Regions from separate parts of the Mus musculus genome. Here region 2 is linked to region 1. A link is a contact called in public HiChIP or PLAC-seq data. All regions are on one chromosome and are shown on one strand. Each heading gives the region's core, a stretch centred on a gene start, on an enhancer-like site or on the middle of the called end of the contact. The rest is flanking DNA. Distances are from core to core; before and after follow the strand shown.

What was found. HiChIP or PLAC-seq counts read pairs in DNA pulled down with a chosen protein or histone mark.
Region 2: a contact with region 1 is called in an H3K27ac HiChIP or PLAC-seq map of large pre-B cells, with 2.7 times the contacts expected there. The contact joins two enhancer-like sites.

Annotation. Positions count from the first base shown.
Region 1 is chr11:68,016,077-68,019,045 of GRCm38.p6, forward strand. The region is part of intron 5 of Stx8 (syntaxin 8); the gene reads left to right. Among named protein-coding and RNA genes, the nearest start is that of Stx8, 51 kb to the left of the region's middle. Within about 2 kb of position 1,480, at least 13 of the 459 cell types and tissues checked have an H3K27ac peak or open chromatin away from gene starts, as enhancers often do.
Region 2 is chr11:68,518,571-68,521,539 of GRCm38.p6, forward strand. It overlaps Pik3r6 (phosphoinositide-3-kinase regulatory subunit 5), which reads left to right. Exons shown (of 20, transcript NM_001081566.2): 2 at 1,622-1,717. The coding sequence starts at 1,705. Among named protein-coding and RNA genes, the nearest start is that of Pik3r6, 17 kb to the left of the region's middle. Within about 2 kb of position 1,406, at least 40 of the 459 cell types and tissues checked have an H3K27ac peak or open chromatin away from gene starts, as enhancers often do.

The DNA of each region.
Region 1 (2,969 bases), core at 230-2,729:
TAATTAAGCAGTAGCTTGGGATACACATAGACCTTAGCAGAGGTAATTGTGGTGATGACAGGAAGTTTGCCTCCTGAGGATCAGGATAGAGCAGAGGAAGGAAACAGTGGTCAGTACAGGCTACTGTACCCAAGTCAGACTATAGGATGTGAAGTGTGCCTCCTCCCCAGCTCCCATCACCCCCTCCCCACCTCCTGCTGTCTTAGGAGTCTGTTGGTGGAGTTCCTAAGTCAGCATAGCTTGGTCTCCATTATTTTGTAGCTGTTCTTTCTAGCTTTGCGCATTTGCTACAGACTTCCTGGTCCCTCTGCTGGAATCTGACCTCAGGGTCCTGTGCACGCTGGGCAAGCGTTCTACAGCTGATTCCCATTTCTAGCCTCTTCCTTTTTGTTGTTAACATGGTGATGATCTTTTGCTATGGGAAATTTCAAATGTATTAGAGTAACTTGTATTCCTTTCCTTATCCTGCTTCAGTAATTATCTCCCCATACCTAGTTTGGTTTTATCTGTGTGTATCCAGATACCCACCTCTAGGATTGTGTATATGTATATATACATATGGCACACATTCCCATGTTTTTCACACATGTGAAGGTTAAAGGTCACTTTGGGTATCATTTTTCAGAAACTGCCTACCTTTTTGCTCCTACTGGGACCTGATGCCTGCCAGGTAGCTAGGCCGGCTAGTCAGCAAGACCCAGAGGACTCCTGTCTCTGCTACCCCAGTACGTGGATAATAAGCACATGCCATAACACCTAGCTTTCACTGTGGGCTCTCGGGACTGAACTCTGATCCTTATGCATATGCCCTGGGATTATTTTTATAGTGAACTCCAGACATTATGTCATTTTAATGGTGAATACTTGAGAATATTCTATCTAAATACTATAAAATATGTTTATAAAATATAAGGACATTTAAAAAGAAATGTTTATTTTTTTAAATTATGTATACATCTCTGTGTGTGTGTCTATGTGCACATGATAATCTAGATACCCATGGAGTCTAGAAGAGAGTGGCAGATCTGCTGGAGCTATAAGTGAATATAAGCTGCCCAGTGTGGGTGCTGGGAACTGAATTCCAGTCCTCTGTAAGAGCAGCCTGCGCTCTTAACCTCTGAGCCATCTCTCTGTGCTCAGGACTGGTTTTTAAAGACTACAATGCAATTACCACGCCTGCCAAATGAGAAATAATTCCTCAGTCCAATCAAACAGCCAGACAGTTTCCTATCTCTCTGTAGTATTTCCTCTAGACTCCTTGGTTCAGGGTATGAATGTAGGCCATCCATTGTCACTAATAGGTATATCTCTGAAGTGTTTTAACAGTATTAATGATCTTATTTCAAACTATTTTATTTTCCTGTGCACTTTCTTTGTTAAACAGGATTGTTTACTCTGTAGTTTCCCCTTAGCTAGTTCTTGCAGTGCATTTCCCATATGTTGTTCAGCATATTCTGTGACCTAGATATTTTCTGTAAATTGGTAGGATTTAGTGGCTTGCTTAGAATTGGGCTTGTTATTTTTGGCATAATACTTTCTGATGACTCTCCCTTTGTTTTTTATCTACCACCACCAAACTGTCCTCCCACAGTTGAGTGATTCTTATTTAGAGGATGGTTTTCCTGAATGTCTAAAATAGGAAGTATCTCCACACCTAATGGCTCCACGGGGACCCTCAGAAATGATCGTCTTAGTGCTCCCACAATAAATTAGCACACATATAGTGCATTACTCACATCGCTACAGTTTGAAGGGCAGAAGTTCAGTTTGGGTCTCCAGGGGCTCAGATCAAGGTGTCAGCTGGCTGCTTTCCTTTCTGGAGGTCCAAGGGCAGAATCTGTCCCATTGCCTTGTGCGGCTTCTAGAAGATCCCCATTTCCTTGACTCATAGCTCCGTCTTCAACGCCAGCAACTGCATCTCTTTAACCCTCTGTCATGGCTCCCTCTGACAGGCTGGGCAACCTCTGTTTCTCAGAGCTAATAGAATTGTATTGGGTCCACCTAGATTCCGCAGCCTCATCTCCTATCATACGCCTTCATCTTCACCACATCTGCAAGGTTGCCTTCTCCATGGAAAGTAGCATAGCTGCAGGTTCCAAGGATTAAAACCTGGACAGCTTGGATGTGTTGGTGTGTGTGTGTGTGTGTGTATGTGTCTGAGTGTATATGTATGCACATGCATGTGCATGTACATGCTTTCCTTTTTCCACGGTGATCCAGTCTTAAAATCTACACCGCTGTAAAGTTGAAGAACGACTCAGGGTCTGGTATGTTGCAAGCATCCCATTGTGACACAGCACCACGGCCTTCAGCCTTGGCCCGTGTGACAGAATGCGGTGGATTATGGAGAATGAGCTGTTACAATGTCCCACCTCTGCTGTTTGTAAGTCGATCGTCTGCAGTGAGTCCTGGCTTATTTTTGTTGGAAGCAGCCTTTTATTTTGATTATTACTAAATGGTGAAACCATTGCCTCTTAGAAATGTCTGTTTATAGCTCAGAGGAGCTTGGGTGATTGACATGATCATTTTGAGCTGCCCAGCAGCTTTGGCGTCTGGACTGTGGGATGACAGTTGATTATCCCAGAGTTACACAGTGAGGAGGTGCTCTAGTTGATGGCAATCACAGGACTAGGGGAGTTTCTCCTCTCCTTCCTGATATGCACTAGGGAGAACTTTAGGAGACGACGAACTTGGGAGAAAAGGTGAGCGTAGCTATTTTTTACTAACAATTTGTATTCCGACTGAATGAAAAACAGTGTCAGCACTTCAGTGTCTTTTCCTAGCTGACAGCCTTAGAGGCAGTTGCTTTCCGCTTTCATCCATTTTCCCATCATTTCACAGGGCACTGACCCTCAGTCCACCTATGGATTACTCCTTGGGTGCCTTTGGACTTTTGCTGTAGCATAGACGTCCCTCTGCAGTGCGAGTTTGATGATAGATTTATCTTGGAGGCCATCCAGGAGGCTGCT
Region 2 (2,969 bases), core at 156-2,655, 500 kb after region 1:
TGTAGAGGTGTTTTTATTGTATGTTATACATATACATCACATGTATGCCTTGTGCTCATGTAACTGAGGTTACAGACATTATGAGTTGATATGTAGGTGCTGGAAATTGAACCCAGGTCCTCTGCAAGAGCAGTCAGTGTTCTTAACCACTGAGCCATCTCTCCGCTCCAATATCTCTACATTTCTGTTGATTTTTTTTTCTTGACTATCAGTTACTGAGAGAGACAAGCTGACATTTCCAACTATAATAGTAGATTTTTCAACTTATGCTTTAATTTTACTAGGTATTCTTTCATGAATTTTGAAGCCACACAGGTACACACACACACACACACACAACTATATGCATGTTCCTCATGAATTGAGTCTTTATCATTTTATAATGTCCCTCTTTATTCCCAGTAAATTTCTTCTTCTGATATGTACTTTGTTTTACATTCATATAGCCACCTAGACTCCTTAACTTTAATTTTCTTCGTATTTTCATGGTATATCTTTTTGTTTGTAACTAGCTTATTTAAACTATTGTTTAAACTTTATTGTAGACAGCATAGAATTAACTCTGCTTACCTTTATGTCATGCAAGTCAGGCTTGGTGGTGCACTCTACTAATCACTGCACTTGGTAAGCAGAGGCAGGAGGATTGCTGCAAGTTTGATGTCAGCCTAGAATACATAATTAACTTGGGGTCAGTCAGAGCTACTCAGTGAGATCCCATCTGAAAACAAATAAGCAACCCCAAACCTTTTCTTCAGGCTACCCATTCTGGCAACCTTCTCTTGGTGAATTTAGGCCATTTACATTTAATGTAGTTATTGTTGTATCTCGAGATCTGACATTTTTATTAATACTCCTGTAGTTTGTTCTTTTTTGTTGGTTGTTCCTCTGACAGACAGGAATGGTAGCAGATTCCTCTTCAGCTCTCAGGATCATGAACTCTGGGCTTGGAGAGATGCGCTTCCCTTTTTTTGACTCCTTGGCATCTTTAAGCCACCACGTCCAGCACCACTGCTCTAAGCATTGCATGAGTCCCTGGGGCTATAGCAGAAAATGAAAGCGTGAGAAGGAGTTCCCCATCTCCCAAGTTTAAAGAGGTCTTTTCTGCAGCTCAGACAACAAACAGGGGCTTTTTCTTTTTAAACTGAGGGTGAGGGGGGGATTGTGTGCATGTATGAGAGTGCAGACACCCATGGAGCAAGCCCATTGGATTCCCTGGAGCCTGACTTGTTACAGGTGGTTGTGAGTTGTCCACTATGGATGCCAGAACTGAACTCTGGTCCTGTGAGGAAGCAGTACAGACTTTTAACTCCCGAGTCATCTCTCAGGTGCCCCACCCTCACCCCACCCCCAACCTTTAACTCTTTTCTTAGACTGCTGGACTGGCGTCATGCCAGGCTGGTTATGGAAGAAGGGGGAAAGCAGAAGTCTCATTACTAGATCATTCTTCCTTGAGTTCTGTTTCCCTTCTGCCCTCTTCCTGATACTATGAACTGTTTAGAATGCTTAGGTAGCTGCCCCGTGTCTCCCGCTTGGAGTTTGCAGCTGCGGCTGGCAGGCAGGGATCCTGGATGTTACACCTGCATTTCCTATGCACACTAACAGGCTGCCTCTTATTTTACAGAAATCTCTGTGTAGAAACCACCATTCTACGTTCTGCTCTGCTGCTTGAGACGACCACATCCTCCCCCATACAGGACAGACTCCATGGAGAGCTCAGGTCAGTGTGTAGGGTTGGGGGAGGGCGTGTCCAGAAGGCCTGGCTGCTCAGTGAAGAAATATTTTGTACATCTATAAGTCAGTCAAGGAATGCTAGCTGATGTAACAAATGACCCCACATCTCAGAATAGCTCAGCAATGCTCACTTTACATGGAATCACAGTCCAGTCTAGGCTCTAAGCAGTCTTCTGGTATCTGAGGATACAATCTTGTGGCACCATCTTCCAGGGCTCAGTGGGAACGGTATGGGTACAAGGTGTGAAATTCTAGGGTCAGTCCTGCAAATGACAGGCTTCACTTCTATCACATTCCATTGGTCAGAATTTGTTGCGCTGCTCTTCTCTAACCACAAGGGAGTCTGGGAAATGTAGTCTTCCTGTCTACCTTGATTTGATGAACAGTTAGCATTGTGTTGAAATATTAATAATACCTAATTTTACCAGGTGGTGATGGTGTACACCTTTAATTCCAGCACTTGGGAGGCAGATCTCTGTGAGTTTGAGGCTAGCCTAGTCTACAGAGTGACTTCTAAGACAATAAAAGCTACACAGAGAAACTCTGTCTTGAAAAATCCAAAATAATAATAATAATAATAATAATAATAATAATAATATAAGGTATACTTGTAATATCCAGCATCACCAAGATCAAGAGTGTGTCCTTCCCCTGTGGAGCTGGGCTTGCAAGGCCTGGGCACTGGGGAGAGTCAGTGATGGGCCTTCTATTTGGCTGGGGCCTCCTGAAGTGGCCAACCATGTTGTATGGCCTAAAGGGAGATGAAGACTTCCTGTGCTCTGGGAAAAGTTGGTTCAGAAGGTTTCTATGTGGCATCCAAAGACACAGTGCTTGGTGCTCCGGTGCCTTTTCCCTGAGACTCTGTAACACTTTTTTCCTCCTGGTCTTAAGAAGTCTCACCTCCTTGAAAGGAGAATATTACCTTTCACTCCGTCTCCTTTTGGACAACCCAGGTCAGCTCAGTTAGATAACTGGGGTCTCCACGGTCAGACAAGGAATGGAAGCCAGTGAAGACAGGAAAGGTGGTGGGGAAAAAGCAGAGAAGCCATGCTGAATCCCGGGCCTGCTGTTTCCCGGCGCCTGCCCATCATCCCTATCAGAAAGACTCACAAAAGCGTCCATGGATTTGCAAGAGATGCCAGGCATATACATTTTTATACAAACTTCCTGATTCCTAAGTCAGTTTTCAGAAAATACAACACAAGCCTGAGCAGACCATGTCAACACAAGCCAGTAGA